Regions from separate parts of the Mus musculus genome. Here regions 2, 3 and 4 are each linked to region 1. The links are chromatin contacts, called in public Hi-C and promoter capture Hi-C maps. All regions are on one chromosome and are shown on one strand. Each heading gives the region's core, a stretch centred on a gene start, on an enhancer-like site or on the middle of the called end of the contact. The rest is flanking DNA. Distances are from core to core; before and after follow the strand shown.

What was found. Promoter capture Hi-C pulls out the DNA fragments that hold promoters and counts their contacts. Hi-C and Micro-C count contacts between places; a contact is called where the count stands out from the background.
Region 2: a promoter capture Hi-C map of 3T3-L1-derived adipocytes shows a contact between it and region 1, with 6 times the contacts expected there. The contact joins the promoter of 1700116H05Rik here to the promoter of Fbxo11 in region 1. A contact is called at or near these places in 10 of 39 promoter capture datasets (the 3T3-L1 cell line, 3T3-L1-derived adipocytes, the C10 cell line and 6 more), 7 of 484 Hi-C or Micro-C datasets (the Ba/F3 cell line, the C2C12 cell line, adipose-derived mesenchymal stem cells and 4 more), 5 of 115 datasets of contacts at active chromatin or transcription factors (astrocytes, embryonic forebrain, embryonic stem cells and 2 more) and 1 of 9 other capture datasets (adipose tissue).
Region 3: a contact with region 1 is called in a Hi-C map of uterus. The contact joins the enhancer-like site here to the promoter of Fbxo11 in region 1. A contact is called at or near these places in 5 of 39 promoter capture datasets (the C10 cell line, cranial neural crest, frontonasal cranial neural crest and 2 more), 5 of 484 Hi-C or Micro-C datasets (cerebellar granule neurons, muscle stem cells, nephron progenitors and 1 more), 6 of 115 datasets of contacts at active chromatin or transcription factors (CD8 T cells, bone marrow-derived macrophages, craniofacial prominence and 3 more) and 1 of 9 other capture datasets (adipose tissue).
Region 4: a contact with region 1 is called in a promoter capture Hi-C map of 3T3-L1-derived adipocytes, with 3 times the contacts expected there. The contact joins the enhancer-like site here to the promoter of Fbxo11 in region 1. A contact is called at or near these places in 5 of 39 promoter capture datasets (the 3T3-L1 cell line, 3T3-L1-derived adipocytes, the C10 cell line and 1 more), 3 of 484 Hi-C or Micro-C datasets (muscle stem cells, nephron progenitors and uterus), 2 of 115 datasets of contacts at active chromatin or transcription factors (bone marrow-derived macrophages and fibro-adipogenic progenitors) and 1 of 9 other capture datasets (adipose tissue).

Annotation. Positions count from the first base shown.
Region 1 is chr17:88,064,157-88,067,722 of GRCm38.p6, forward strand. Fbxo11 (F-box protein 11) reads right to left here and starts at 1,889. Exons shown (of 23, transcript NM_001081034.3): 1 at 853-1,889. The coding sequence starts at 1,096. Gm45950 (a long non-coding RNA gene) reads left to right here and starts at 1,969. Exons shown (of 2, transcript XR_385899.1): 1 at 1,969-2,411.
Region 2 is chr17:88,305,771-88,309,336 of GRCm38.p6, forward strand. 1700116H05Rik (a long non-coding RNA gene) reads right to left here and starts at 1,802. Exons shown (of 4, transcript XR_001782254.2): 1 at 1-1,802. The region is part of intron 3 of Gm31615 (a long non-coding RNA gene); the gene reads right to left.
Region 3 is chr17:88,213,053-88,216,618 of GRCm38.p6, forward strand. No RefSeq gene overlaps it. Among named protein-coding and RNA genes, the nearest start is that of Gm31499, 53 kb to the left of the region's middle. Within about 2 kb of position 1,954, at least 9 of the 459 cell types and tissues checked have an H3K27ac peak or open chromatin away from gene starts, as enhancers often do. A contact at or near this core is called in muscle stem cells and uterus, where this site is marked.
Region 4 is chr17:88,193,575-88,197,140 of GRCm38.p6, forward strand. No RefSeq gene overlaps it. Among named protein-coding and RNA genes, the nearest start is that of Gm31499, 33 kb to the left of the region's middle. Within about 2 kb of position 1,892, at least 89 of the 459 cell types and tissues checked have an H3K27ac peak or open chromatin away from gene starts, as enhancers often do. A contact at or near this core is called in 3T3-L1-derived adipocytes, fibro-adipogenic progenitors, muscle stem cells and 1 more, where this site is marked.

The DNA of each region.
Region 1 (3,566 bases), core at 639-3,138:
GCGCGGGCGCGCGCTCGTCTACATACAGCTACACACACGATCCCAAGGGGCCCGTTCTACGGCGAGGGTGCTCAAACCCACCCGGAGACCGAGGGGAGCACCGTGGCGTAGTGGGTTGGAGAGGAAAGGGGGACGACACAGCGGAAGGGTAACTGCACTGCACACGAGGGAGGGGGCTGGAAATGGCCGATAGCTTCTATATTTATTTATTTAAAGGTATTGATTTAACGGGTTCTTCCCCGGGGTTCTGTAACTAAAGGCAAACTGTGCAGCAAAGATGTTGTGGTCGAGAGAGGGGCCGAGGCTCCCCCTGCCCTGCGACCTGGAAGGGGGCACGCAAGTTCCCCAGCCAGCGCGGCGGACCACTCCGGCGCTCCTCTCCCCCTCCTCCAGGGCAAGGGGGAGCCCACAGAGAAGGGGAAAACAAGTTCCCCGGCCAGCCTCACCGCCCCACGCAGCCAGCCGTCCCCCCACCTACCACGAGAAAGGGGGAGCCCAGATCGAGCCAGGCGCAGAAAGGGGGGAAATCCCACCCTCCTGCCCGCCCCCGGCCGCGAACAGACTCCCGTGGGGTGGGCGAGCCAGCCGGGAAGCCCCAAGGAGGGGTGGGGACGGAGGGTGCCAGCCCCGAAACCAAACAAAGCGCGGCCTGAGCCGCAGCCCGGGCGGATCGCGCAGCCGCGGCTTTTCCTGCCGGCCAGGCCCGGCCGGGCCGGGCCCAGGCGAACACTGCGGCACGGTGGGACCCGCCTCCGCTCGGCCTCCGTCTCCCACCCCGGGCGCGCCGCCGCCGCCGCCGCCGCCCCCGCCCGGCCTCCCGCCCGCCCAGCCAGGCCCCGAGCGCGGCCTTACCCCTCTCGCCGGCGTTGTTCCGATCCTGAGGCGGCGGCGGAGGCGGCGGGGGCGGCGGCGGGGGCTGCTGCTGCGGCGGCGGCGGGGGCTGCTGCTGCGGCGGCTGCTGGGGCGGCTGCGGCGGCGGCTGTTGCTGAGGCGGCTGCGGCGGCGGCTGCTGCGGGGGCTGCTGCTGCTGCTGTTGCACCGGGCGCGGCCGCGACACTCGCCTGGGTCTCCGGTTGGCGGCTCGGACGGAGTTCATTTGCCGGGCTGAGGTGGCGGCGTTGGCGGAGGGACACACACACTCACGCGCACACGCACCGCGAGCTCCGGGGCCGGGGAGGAAGGGGGTGGGGAGCGGGAAGGAGCGGGGCGGCCGGGGACGCGGGGACCGGGGGGCCACCGGGCGTGAGCTTCCCCCGGCTCCGCGGGGAGGCTGGGGGCACCACCGGAGCTTGAGCGAGGCCCGCCGGCCGGGCCTGGCGCACGGGCAAGGCCGAGGCCGCCGGGCGGGGCGGCCGCGAGGGACGCAGACAGAGAGACGGGCCGGGCAAGAGAAAGAAAGAAAGGGCGTCCGTCCGCCTGGGGAGCCCGAGGCGAAGCGCGGCGGCGGCCGAGCAGACGAGCCGGGCCCGCCGACTCCCGAGCGGCGTCTCCGGCAGCGGCGGCGGCGGGGGGAGTGGGCGGACGGGCGATCTCGGAGAGGGCGAGCCGAGCGGGGCGGGAGCGCGCGGGGGGCGCCCGGCTCCTCCGTTCCTCGTCCTCCCCCCACACCCCCTGAAAGAGCGCCCTGCGAGGAATTTTCTCTTTCTTCGGCCTCTTCTCTCTCCTCCGCCCCCCCCACCCCCACCCTCGGCGAAGGGGAAATGAGTGTAAAAGGGAGGAGATAGGGGCAAAAGAGGCGTCGTCGTTCCTCCTCCTTAAAGGAACCTTCCCTCCTCAGCCCCAGCGCCGCCGCCGCCGCTGCCGCTGCTGCTGCTGCCGCTGCTGCTGCTGCTGCTGCTCCGTGGCAGGAGGAGCCATTGACACCGCCGGAGCCTCTCCGCTCAAGCCCTGTCGGTCCCTCCCCGCCGCGGGGCTGGCCGGGGGGCGCGGGGGGAGGGCCGCGAGCCGGCGGGGGAGGGGCGGGGGCGGGGACAGAGGGGGCGTGGATTCCGGCGGGGCCTGACCAATGGGAAGCGCCCGTACGGTGTCGGAGCCAATGGAGCCTCCTCTCTTATCGCGGAGCCCCCTTCCTCCAACACCCTGTTTCCTCTCTCGGGTTTCCTCCTTCCCCGACGGAGGAGGAGGAGGAGGAAAGAGGAAAGGGGGGAGTGTGGCAGGGCGGGTGATAATGGGGAGGTATCAGGGCATATAATGGAGCCGGGGGTGGGCGAAGGAGCGGCAGTACGTAGCGAAGGTTCTAGGATAGGAGGTGCTCTGAAGGAAGGGCGGGGGCTGCTGATGCAATTGGGAGAAGTGATTAATCCTGCCTTTTGCCGGTTCAGCCTCCCTCCACCCCAACCTTCACCTGGTTCTCTTAAACGCCACAAGGAGTGAGGGACTCCGTCTTGGGTAACTCCGGATTTCTGGGCTCGGTAGGTTCAAGCTCTCAGCTGTAGGGAGCGCTCCAGGCTCTGTGCGTTTTTAGTCCAGCTGAAGGGATTTATTTGCAAACCTTAAGAAATCTTGTTTCGGCTCTGCTGAGAACTTAAGAGAGAGTCTGGAGTCGGTTCCAGCTTTTGTCGCCCAAACTTTCAGAATGTTTTAGATCTTTAACCAAGTTAGTTTGCTTTAGGCTTTTTTTTTGGGGGGGGGGGGGGGGCAAGTGGTCTACATGGTGTTCCGGAAGAAGTAAAATAAAACGGGTGGAGGTTGTGATGGATTATATTGGTTTTGTTTTAGGTCCCACGAAGTCAAGAAAGATAAACCCCCGAGAGGAATAATCTTTTGTATCTGTGTCTGGTCCCCTTAGCACAATCTCTCCCCAAGGAAAATGTGTTTCTATTCCCTGGCCGCCGTTATGAAGACTGAAAATGTACTCCGCTCACTATTCCTTATTGCATAGCTAGTGGTTTATCTCTGGATTCCCTCATTTCGGAGCTGTCAGTGATTTTCTACTTGAATTTCATTGATTGCTTTCTAGGCTTAAGATAGATAAAACATTACAAAGCTTCAGAAAGGGAGGGAGAAAAGTGAATTCTAAGGGACGCACAGGAGAGGTAAGTCTACGGTATTGTGCTATGTGTAAATTACAGATTTTTTTCTTTTTTTCTTTTTTTCTTTTTCTTTTTTTTTTTCTTTTTTCTTTCTTGGTTTTTTGAGACAGAATTTCTCTGTGTAGTCCTGGCTGTCCTGGAACTCATTCTGTAGATCAGGCTGGCCTCTAACTCAGAAATCCGCCTGCCTCTGCCTCCCACGTGCTGGGATTAAAGGCATTCGCCACCACTGTTGGCAAATCACCCTTCTAGATGTCAGACATCTCCTGCCATTTAAATAATAACCTATCATATGATGTACAATTGCTGGGTTTTTTTTTTTCTTTTTTGGTCATGTGATTTTCAAAGACTCACAATCTTTTCAAAACCTGTATGTGAAGACAGCTATTTGAAAAATATCTTGAGGGGCTAGAAAGATGGCTCATCCCTTAAGAGCACTGGCTGTCCTTCCAGAGGTCTCACTTCAGTCCCAGCAACCACATGGTAGCTCCAACTATCTGTAACTCCAATTCTAGGGCATCTGTCCCCCTCTTC
Region 2 (3,566 bases), core at 552-3,051, 240 kb after region 1:
ATCTCCTCTGAGGGCTCTGTTACATAGGCCATACAGAACGGAAACCTTCTGCTACTCCCCTAAGGTTATAAAAAGCCAAAATTCTCCTTTGTTTGGGGAAACGGGACTGGAGACTCCTGGGGTGGGGGTTGCTCTGGAGGTGCCCTGAAAGCTGTCCTGTTATCTCTCATCAGCACAATCACCTTTGTCCCTGTCCCTGTTTCTCTTTAAATAAACCCCCGCTTCAGGTTTAAATGGAAACATCCTCTTTCTCTTAAACATAAGCTCCATCATGTTAAAATGCCTTATATTATTTTTTTTCCTGTGTGATTTTTCTTCTGCCCATTTAGAGGCCCAACCATGACCTTGAGCCCTTTTCATTGCTAATGAAACTCACTGAGGGTAATTGTGGGTCACCTTCCTTTCAGCACCAAGGGCTGCTACGGTTCTTTTATCATTAGTGCAGTGCAGTGCTAGCAATTAGAACTCGTATACAATTTAACAGCAGAGTTTTCCTGAAGAATCGCTTTGTGCTGGGCACTCTTCTCCAGGCTTTAGAAGCGGTTTGTCTTTGTGTGAAGGTCGCGCTCTCTCTCTCTATCAGAACTACGGAGATGGCAGCGAGATGGCTCAGCAGGTACAGCTCTCCTCCCTAAGCCTGAGTTCAGTAGATAGACCCACACTGTGCTGGCTCCCGAGTCACACAGACAAACTGTGGAGGTCTGAATGAGAATGTCCCACACAGGCACAGACGTCTGAGTGCTTGGTCTCCTGCTGAGGAAGCTTAGGAGGTGTAGCCTTGATGAAAGAAGTACGGGGTGGGGTCGGGAGTTGGGGGTGTAAGGATGGACTCTGAGATTTCAAAGCCTTGGCCATTCCCACTGAGCCCTCAGCTTCAGCTGCCAGCTGCCAGGCCTCTGCTTTGTCGTCATGAACTCTAACCCTTGAACCTTAAGTGCAAACAAACTTTTTCTTCTATAAATTGCCGCAGTCATGGCAACAAAAAACTCACACATGCACGTGCGCACGCGCGCACGCGCACACGCGCACAATGACTGAAAAGCAAAAGAGCCCGGACTGCAAAATCAGTAAAATGAATGAATGAGCAAAATCTCATTTTCCTTAGGAGGAAGTGAGGCTTGGAAATCCTGTCCGTGATTTTTTTTTTTCCTGGCTAGAAAGCTGATCAGTGATGAAGCAGCGCTCAAACCCAGAGCCGCCCGCTGACCCCATTTCTCTACCACAAGACAGGAACTGTCTTCAAGTCCATTTCCCCTCAATTCATACTTCCTCGCGCTTTTAAATGTTATTTTTTTTATCATGTTCTTTAATTATGTGCCTGTGGGCATAATTCCACACGTGTGCAGGGATCATTGCAAGTCAAAAGTGCCAGAGTCCCCTGGAGCTAGAGTTACAGGCAGCTGTGAGCACCTAACATCAAAGGTGGGAACCCAATGCTGGTCCTCGCAACAATAGCAAGTGCTCTAACCTGCTGAGACCTCGACAGTCCCCTCCTCCCCCGTTTAAAAGGAAAGGTATCACTTTCCATGTGAATCCCCCTCCACCTGTGGCTGAGGGTTTCCCTCTACTCTGCTGAGTCACCTGTAGGGGGGGGGGCATCTTCCCCCCCTGAAGCCACAGAGAGGCAGGACCACTTTTGGTGATGATGATAGTTAAAGTGGGGAAATTAAGATCAGAACAGATGTTTTAAGTGGAAGGGTCCTGTGTTCCCATGCACTGGGAAGCAGATGAGAGGTGGAGGAGGGCCAGGCAAGGTCAAATGTAATGTTTTCTCAATAATATTAAAATAATAAAAATAAAACATGGCTCACCTGCCAAGCTAAAAGACAAAACGATGTCCAAAGGCTGAAGACCATTGGGACCAGTGGGAACCAATGGGAACTCTGCTGGTTATGAGACTGAGGTCGCAAGAGATGAAAGCTAGATTGTGTTCAAGACTTTACCTGCTGGGCCTGGTAGACTGCGGAGTTAGCATGTTGGAGGCCCAGAGCCAAGTTATCTTGGGTTGTCTTAGCTCCCTTTATAGGCATCCATTGTCCACTTCTGTGTCCTAATATTCTTTACAGACCACAAGCTTCTGACAGCACAAAGGCTGTCATGAGAAAGTGCACGAGGCCTGTGGTGGAGGCTACCTCACTTGCTATGGCCCAGTGTTTTAGGGTTCCGTTGCTGTAAAGGAACGTCATGACCCAGGCAGCTCTAGTAAAGGCAAACATTTAATTGTAGCTGGCTCACAGGTTCAGAGGTTCAGTCCAGTTTCATCATGGCAGCGTCCAGGCGGACATGGTGCTGAAGATAAGAGTTCAACACCTAGATCTGAGGACAGCCGAGAAAAGACTCACTCGTCCTCACCTGTTTCAACAAGGCCATACCTCCTCATAATGACGTTTCCCATGGCAAGGCGTACTCAAACCACCACACCCAACTACCTGATATTCATGTCTATATTATTAAAAGGCCATGATTTGGTTTGTAACTGTAAACACGTCATGAAACTGTTATTATATTGGGACAGGGTGATAGGAGCAGACTGATTCTATGTTCCTGGGCCATGGTCATTTGGCTCCACAATAAACTATGTCACTTTCTTTGTAGTGAGAGCCATAAAGCCTTATTTTGACAATGGCTTTATTGACCATTGGTGGTTTGCTTCTTATGAGCGAGGAGAGGGTAGTTCCTGTCACTGCTGAGCAGAGCCCTGCACAAGCCAACCTGAAACAAAGCCCTGGAGCTAGCACACGAGGACCTCACAGAGCACCAACTGCTCACTTCCTGTGCCTCTGAGGGTGGCTTTTTGAACACAGGGAACACAAGAATCTTACTTTTAAAAATTAATATTCAAGTTGTTAAAGTAACAGAATTTTTAAAAAGCTAGTCATTAAACTTTTAAGTTCAGTTTAAAGACTATAATAGCATATGCAATCCTCTAGCAAATTGTTAATATTTCTGTGAAATGACCTTTGATTGCTGAAATGGCCTTTGATTATATTTTATATTATTTGCAGGACTTGTAAATTAAACCCATTTAAATATTTCAAATGCATTCAAGCTTTTAATGGATTCTATCTCAAGAGATAATATTCTCTAATAAGTAATACCAAAGATCTTAAGTCTTGTAAATCTAATAAAAATTAAACTCCTAGCCGGACAGCAGTGGAACACACCTTTAGTCCCAGCACTTGGGAGACAGAGGCAAGGAGATCTCTAAGTTCAAGGCCAGCCTAATCTACATAAGGAGTTCCAGGACAGTCAGGGCTACACAGAGAGAAACCTTACTTGAAAAAAACAAGTCCCTGAGTGAAGTAGCCCAATCACAAAGGAACTCACACAATATGTACTCACTGATAAGTGGATGTTAGCCCAGAAACTTCGGATACCCAATATATAAGATACAATTTGCTAAACACATGAAACTCAAGAAGAACGAAGATCAAAGTGTGGACACTTTGCCCCTTCTTAGAATTGGGAACAAAACACCCATGGAAGGAGTTACAGAGACAAAAATTTGGAGCTGTGACGAAAGGATGGACCATCTAGTGATTGCCATATCCAGGGATCCATCCCAT
Region 3 (3,566 bases), core at 704-3,203, 150 kb after region 1:
CAATTCACAATAGTAGCAAAATTATAGTTATGAAATAGCAACAAAATAGTTTTGTGGTTGGGGGTTATGACAGCATAAGGAGCTGTATGAAAGGGTCACAGCACTCGGAAGGTTGGGAACAGTTGCTTTAAGTGAATGTGCAGGCTTTGTGAATGCATCAAGACAGTCCTTATACTTGGAATGGAGGTGTGGCCTTTTACTGATTTGATTATGGAAACACGGATCTCATTTTGTGCTCCAAGCGGGTGAAGTATGTATTTCACTAAAGTATGTTTCTTAGCTTTTCCTACACTTTAACACTTAATGCCTGCTCACCGAGTGAGTGAATCTATGAAGCTAAGGTCAGAAATTAACTGGGAAGGGAGGAGGAGCTCTGTTGGCCCATTAGCTGCTTGTCTTGACTTATCCTCTAAGGTGGGGTGAGGTTGAACAATGGGCAGCATTTCCTAAGTGTGGCTAAAGGTTAGATCATTTCTCCACAAGAAGGATTTGATTTTCGCCTGACTTCTGCCTAGATGCCAACCAATCTGAACCTGCCTCTTGGTTGTCTTTCCACATGACATTTTTCTTCCTCTCCATAGCCTTATTGTTGCAGATTTTAAGATGATGATCAAGGGCAAAGGGGTGGAGTTGACCAGTCAGTTTCTATTTGAATCAGAGAGGCAGCCTTTGGGTGTCACCCCTACCTACATACCCACCCTGAGTCTCCTCTGGTGAGCAAGCAAAAAAAGGATATGTATAATCTCTGTGTAATAAAGGATCCAATGGACTGAGTCATTTCCAATTCTGTGTGGGCTCCTCACAAAGGCAGTCCCAAGGGCACACTTTTACTTCAGGGTCATTTATTGGTATTGAAAAATAAACATAAACAAAACCACATTCAGTGTCTGGAAATAGTAGCCATTTTGTATTTCATTGTTTTGGGGTCACACACACTTCTGCTCCCAGTCAAAGATTCTTCTGTTCAACCAGGCGTTGGCTGGAACTGTGCAGTGGTACTCAGCTGCCGCTGCTCTGGCTCGGAGGGTCCACAGTGGATTTTCTAACCTTCCTGGGTCTTTAACTGGAATGCCTGGATGGCTGGCTTGGCTGGGTCCTCTTCTTCTCCATGTAGTGTCATGGCATCTCCATGTGATCTTCCTGGCAGAACAGCCACTCAGGGTTTAGGCCCAGAACCAGCATAACTTTCCTTCCATTGCACTCCGCTGGGTGGCTCAGAGTCAAGGGGAGGGGAACTGAAGCTCGTTTCTCTATTGGAGGAGTGTCCAAGAATTTGCAACCCTTCCCTCACAGAGAGGGCCACTAAGCACACACAACTCTGATGCCCTCTGCTGAGTGCCCGATGCCTGAAAGTGGGAGGGTAAGGGTCCACCTCTGTACATTCCAAGGGAATCATGTAAACAACTGGATGGATGCATTGATTCCAAGTCCAGACTATCTTGATGGAATGGTGCAGTGGTTCTGTGCCAATAGATATTAAACAAATATCTACAGAGCATTCTGCTTCTCATGGCAGCAGTTTATAATTTTTAGTGCAATCCCCCGTATTAGAATGTTGGATGATTTTCATTTTGATCCCAAACTTTGTTTCCTTTTTAGTGGCAGAGGCAGAAGACCTCAGTAATCTTAGTGCGAGACACTGTCCAGGAGGTCCCTGGCTCTTTCATTTTATATTTTTAAAAAAATATGAGACTGACCTAAGAACTAACATTACAGCATGGCAGACACCCTGTGCACTGTCTTTAATCCTCCCGATATCTGTGCAAACTCCATCTGCCAGACTGCCTTTGTAGACGATGGAATATCAGCTCAGAAAGGTTTCAGAGCCAGTTCAAGGTTACAGAAAACTTGGCATGTCTGTAATTTTGGATCAAGGCCTGCCTGGCTCTAAAACCTCTTTTCACGAGCACATGTGATCACTGGAAACCCAGAAACACCCCAGAGAACTGTCTGAGGAATCACAGAGCCAGTGAGTCTGCCCTGAGGAGCCAGGAAAAAGATCCACAGCTTAGCAGTGCACTCCCGGCGGCCTAGTCGGGTTGACATAAAATCAACCATCACAACGCGCTGTGCCCGCAGCATCCTCTCACAGGCTTCAGGGACCCATTTCTCCAGGTGTGACACCCCTTGCCGTTCTTACAGCTCCGATTGACTGCAAAGCCAACCAAATAAAAAGCCCATTTCATTTTAAGGTTCTCTGGAGGACCTGGGACAGATGCATTCTCTGGAAACAATGGCAACACAAAGTAACTGGACTGTCACTGTTGGGAATGGGACATTCATGCTAAGTTCCTGTCTAAGCTCTTTGAGAGTTTAAGATTGGTCTTCCAGCCTCCATATTCAAGAAGTGGCCCATAATGTCAGGGCGGGACTGTCACCAATGTGTAGCCCAAGAGCAGAGCTTCCCGGATTCTGGACAGACCAAAGCCAAGGAAGAGATTTCGAGAAATTAAGCAAGGCATCAATCATGAGGGGCCAGGGAATGCTTGGACCTCTGTGCACATCCTAACGTACCATCTTCTCAAGCTCAGAGTGGAAGAAGGGAACTGTGCGCCCAGGAAGGACATAGGTCCAGTGCTCCCCAAGTCTGAAAACTACACTACTTTCCCACTCAGCAAGGATTCAGGTGGGCACTTAAAGAGTTCGGTCTTTAGGAATCTTTTCTCTTTTGTTCATGTGGCCTCTCTATGAAGTCTTTCTGATTACACAAAGCCAGAGTGCCAGTGAGGCCGGAGAAAGCAAGAGTAGCCATGTTAGAAGAATTTAGTCCCCCGATCGGAATCATAGTCACTTTTGAGTGCTTCTTTACCACCTATCTACACCATACACCGAACCCATATTTTTCTATTTTTATTTGTCAAAGATAAAGCAGTTTCCTAGGGGGACCTGTTCCCCTGCTGACCATTTTATGGTGTTCTCAGTGCCAAAATTGCTCCTCAACCCTTCTCTTTTTCTGCATACTAACTTGAGGACAGCTTTTTAATATACCGCACTATTATTTGATATTATATCCAAAACAGCTGTTTCTAATTTTCTAATACACAAGAATGAATGGATGATTTTCAAAGACATTCTTACTAAAATTGACTCAGATTTTTTTTTAAATGCAATTTGTGGAAGAAATTGACAGGGCTACTTAGTCTCAGATCACTCAACAAGTTACTAATTTTAAACCTTTGAGGAAGAAGTGTTCTTTTTGTGATTTAACTTATCCAGTGCATAAAAAATACCCTTACTTATTGTATGAAGCCAACACAGCCATGATGTCCTAACTTCACAAAGATCACAAACATTACACACTGCACACAAACACTGTCCACTCCCACAGTTATACAACACATCACACACACCACACACACCACACTGTACATAGATACAGATATGCCTGCACACATACATGTTACACACAACACAATTTTGTGGGGTTCTTTGACAGCTACCATAAGAAATGTTCTTGTGTTTGTTTTATCTATCGTTCATGGATCATACTTTTTTCTTCTTTTTTTTTTATTTTTAAAGATTTATTCATTATTATACACAAGCACACCGTAGCTGACTTCAGACGC
Region 4 (3,566 bases), core at 642-3,141, 130 kb after region 1:
AAACCCTGTCTCGGGAAAACAAACAAACAAACAATTCACCTTCAACTATATTTAAAGTTCTAGGTCAGTCTGGGATATATGGGAACTTTAAACAAACAAGACTATCCAACTGAAGGACTCATGGGGAGAAGTCAGAGCAGAGTGAGCCTTTGAAACTGTGATGGAATTTGAACATCACTTTGCCACTAACTGAAGACTTGGGGGGCAAATACTTCTAATTGTTCTGTGACTTGACTTTTGAATATTTAAGTGAGCACTCATTCATTTTGATTCTCATCTTACCTTCTCTCCTCTTCTGCTTTTTAAAATTACTCCATTAATTTTTCCCCCTCTGTATGGATTTTTCCTGCACACGTGTCTGTGTATTACTTGCATGCCCTCCAAGGCCTCTAGACTTGTTGTGAGCCGCCATGTTAGCACTGGGAATTGAAGCCTGGTTTTCTGGTAGGGTGCCTAGTGCTCCTGACTGAGGAGACACCCCTCATTTTGTTGATGTTTTTAAAGACAGGGTCTTGCGGTGTAGCCCCATCTGGACAAAAACTCATCATCTTTCTGTTTCTGCCCCCCAAGGGCTGGGATCATGTGCGCACCACCACTTGATACGTTGACTTCCAATATTTATTTCTAAGTTACTCAGATATGTGTTCTAATTTTTGATCCCTATTCCCTCACATCCACATGCTCACTCCTCATAAAGAGGCAGCTGTGAGAATCTGGGGTCCTTGGAATAGCAGTTCAGTGACATTTCACCTGCCAAACACCCGGTGAGTGGATTTGGGAGATCTGTCCTCCCCAGCCAAGTCTGGAGAAAACTATAGCCCCAGGCGACGACTTGGCTGTTATCTTCTGAGAGGCCTTGTGCCAGACACCAATGAAGCTGTTTCTAGGTTTTTGACCAACAGAAATTACAAGATAATACATGTTTAACTTGTTTTTACATTCGGAGGGATTTGATATTAAGAAGTAGAGACGTTCTAGCTGGCTCAGACTCCTCTCACAGTGGGCTCAGGTTACCCCTAAACCTGTTCTGTTGGTTACTTTCCTCGGCATAGAACGCATGCTTGGGATAGATATACTTAGCAACGAGACATACCCAAAACAGTTCCCCGAGTTGAGGAAGAAGGGCTATTGTGATAAGAGACAATGGCCCTTGTGGAGGCCTCTTGGGAAACAGCGCTCTGAAAGCAGTTCTGCATCCTTGGAGGACTTACCTGACTGGCGCTTGCAAAGCACACAGAGGCCATGACTCCACACGAGTGACAGTGGACTGTCTTAAACTGACCCAGGCAGTAACTCCAGTTGTAGTTGTTTCTAGATGTGGCATGGTCAGATATCTGGTGGCACGTGCTTTTTCTTTTTACCTGTTCCTGAAGCTCTCAGAAGTTGACCTTGCCTAATCTGTCTTCACCAGGCCGTCTCAGGAGTGAACAACCTGTCCAGGCCAGCAGGAATCAACTCCACAGTGTCCTGACTGCCTTTCCCTTCCATGGGACATGGCACTGGTCTATTACATTAATGACATGTTTAATGGGCACAGTAAACAGAAAGTTCTAGGCACACTTCATGTGTGGAGAGTAGGAGATATACTCCATGGAAACTCGAGGACTGCTGCTTTGGTGAAAGTCATAAGGGTCCAGTTATCTGAGGTATGAAGATATTAGTTTTCTCTGGTGACAGTTAAGTTATTGGTTCAAGGTCTTCCCACCACTAAGAGGCACAAGGTCTCCTGGGTCTCTTGGGCTTTTGGTGGTAATGTATTTCACACTTGGACATTCATCTTTGACTAATTTGCTTAGTGGCTAGAAAATGCCTGTTTTGAGTAATGCTCAGAATGAGAGCAGTCCCTAGACTAGGTCAGGCTGCTGTGCAAACTGTTCCACTCATTTGGGTCATGTGACTCATCGCTGGCCCATGTGACTCATCAGATAGAATGATTCTGGAGATGTAAGGATGCGCTAGGAGTCTTTGGCAAGTTGCCTTGGTGAATCATAGCTCAGATCCTTGGAAATGTTTAGTTAAGTGATACCACATGCTGGGAATAACACTTCTCCTTTGGAGAACAAGTTGTGGCCTGCTGCTAGGCCTTAGAGACTGAGCACTTGGTGGGGAACTACCAAGTTACCATGTGAAAGAGCTATTCCTCGCATGGGTATCGTTTGGCCTACCAAGTCTGAAAGTTGCCAGTGGCTTTGTGAAAAGGCATGAAAGCTTTGAGGGAGACTGGAGTGGGTTGAAGGTCAAGTTGTGTGAGGAAATAGGTCAGTTGTGAACATTCCCCACCTCATGCTATTGGTAGCCTGAGCCTATGACTGTGGAAGAGAATGCTCGAGGCCAGTTTATAATCGGTTCTCCTGATTTGTAGGTGTCACTTGAGAGAGAGACAGACCACAGCTGCACAACCACCTTGGAAAGGTGACAGACAGCAGTATAAAGAAAGCTTTTCATTGGACCGGACTTTGAGCAGAGCACGTGGTAGTTCTCTGCCTGAAATGCTAGTTGGCCAGGTGTTTTGAGCCATCAATTCACTGGCTACAGTTAATGGTTTGTTTACACAGTCAGAGGCTTGGTGGGTACACAACTGGAAAACTGGTGTGTGAGGAAGCAGCCTTTACACAGACCTCTCCACGTGAGCCCAGAGGCTGATGGCATTTGTGTCTCATCTGAAAGCCTGGAAAGGGAGGCTCAGACTGCAATGTCACAATGTCGATCAGGTGAAACGAATGTTTCTGTGATGGCAGCCATCCTTTCCCATCACTGCTGGTATTCCCAATGGGCTATTGAGCACATAGCCAGTGAGTCAAAGAAGCCCTGGGCTCAGCAACACACTAATGAATTCGCATTCACCAGCTACATGGCAGCAAGTTAATTATGTGGGCCTGCTCTGTCAGGAAAAGCATAGCACTCATAGAAACTAGATATGGAGTTGCTTTTTTTTTTTTTTTTTTTTTTTTTTTTTTTTGCTTGCAAGATCCCTGCCCTATCTGTTGTGACTTGTCAGATAATTTTTATTCCAAGCCATTGTATTTTATATATTATTGCATTTGACCACAGAATTTATTTCCCATAATTTAGTGGGGCACTGGGCTCATGTTCAAAGCTACTTAGTCAGAGCAGTGGAACAGCATGTGGAGGCTCAGCAATGGCCACCTGGGTGGTGCTGCTGAGAGGAGTCCTCAGGGTGTAACAAACGCTCTCAGCCCACATTCATTATTGCTGCTCCTTTCTAGCTGGATTGTCGAGCCAGAAATGAAGGGGAGAGCAATGGGAGCTGCTGATAGATATAGATACAGATATAGATACAGATACAGATACAGATACAGATACAGATACAGATAGATACAGATACAGATACAGATACAGATACAGATACAGATAGATACAGATACAGATACAGATACAGATACAGATACAGATACAGATACAGATAGATACAGATACAGATACAGATACAGATACAGATACAGATACAGATACAGATACAGATATAGATATTGAAGGGGCTAGAGAGATATCTCAGTGGTTAAGAGCACTGGTTGCTCTTGCAGAGAACCTGGCCTCAATTTTCA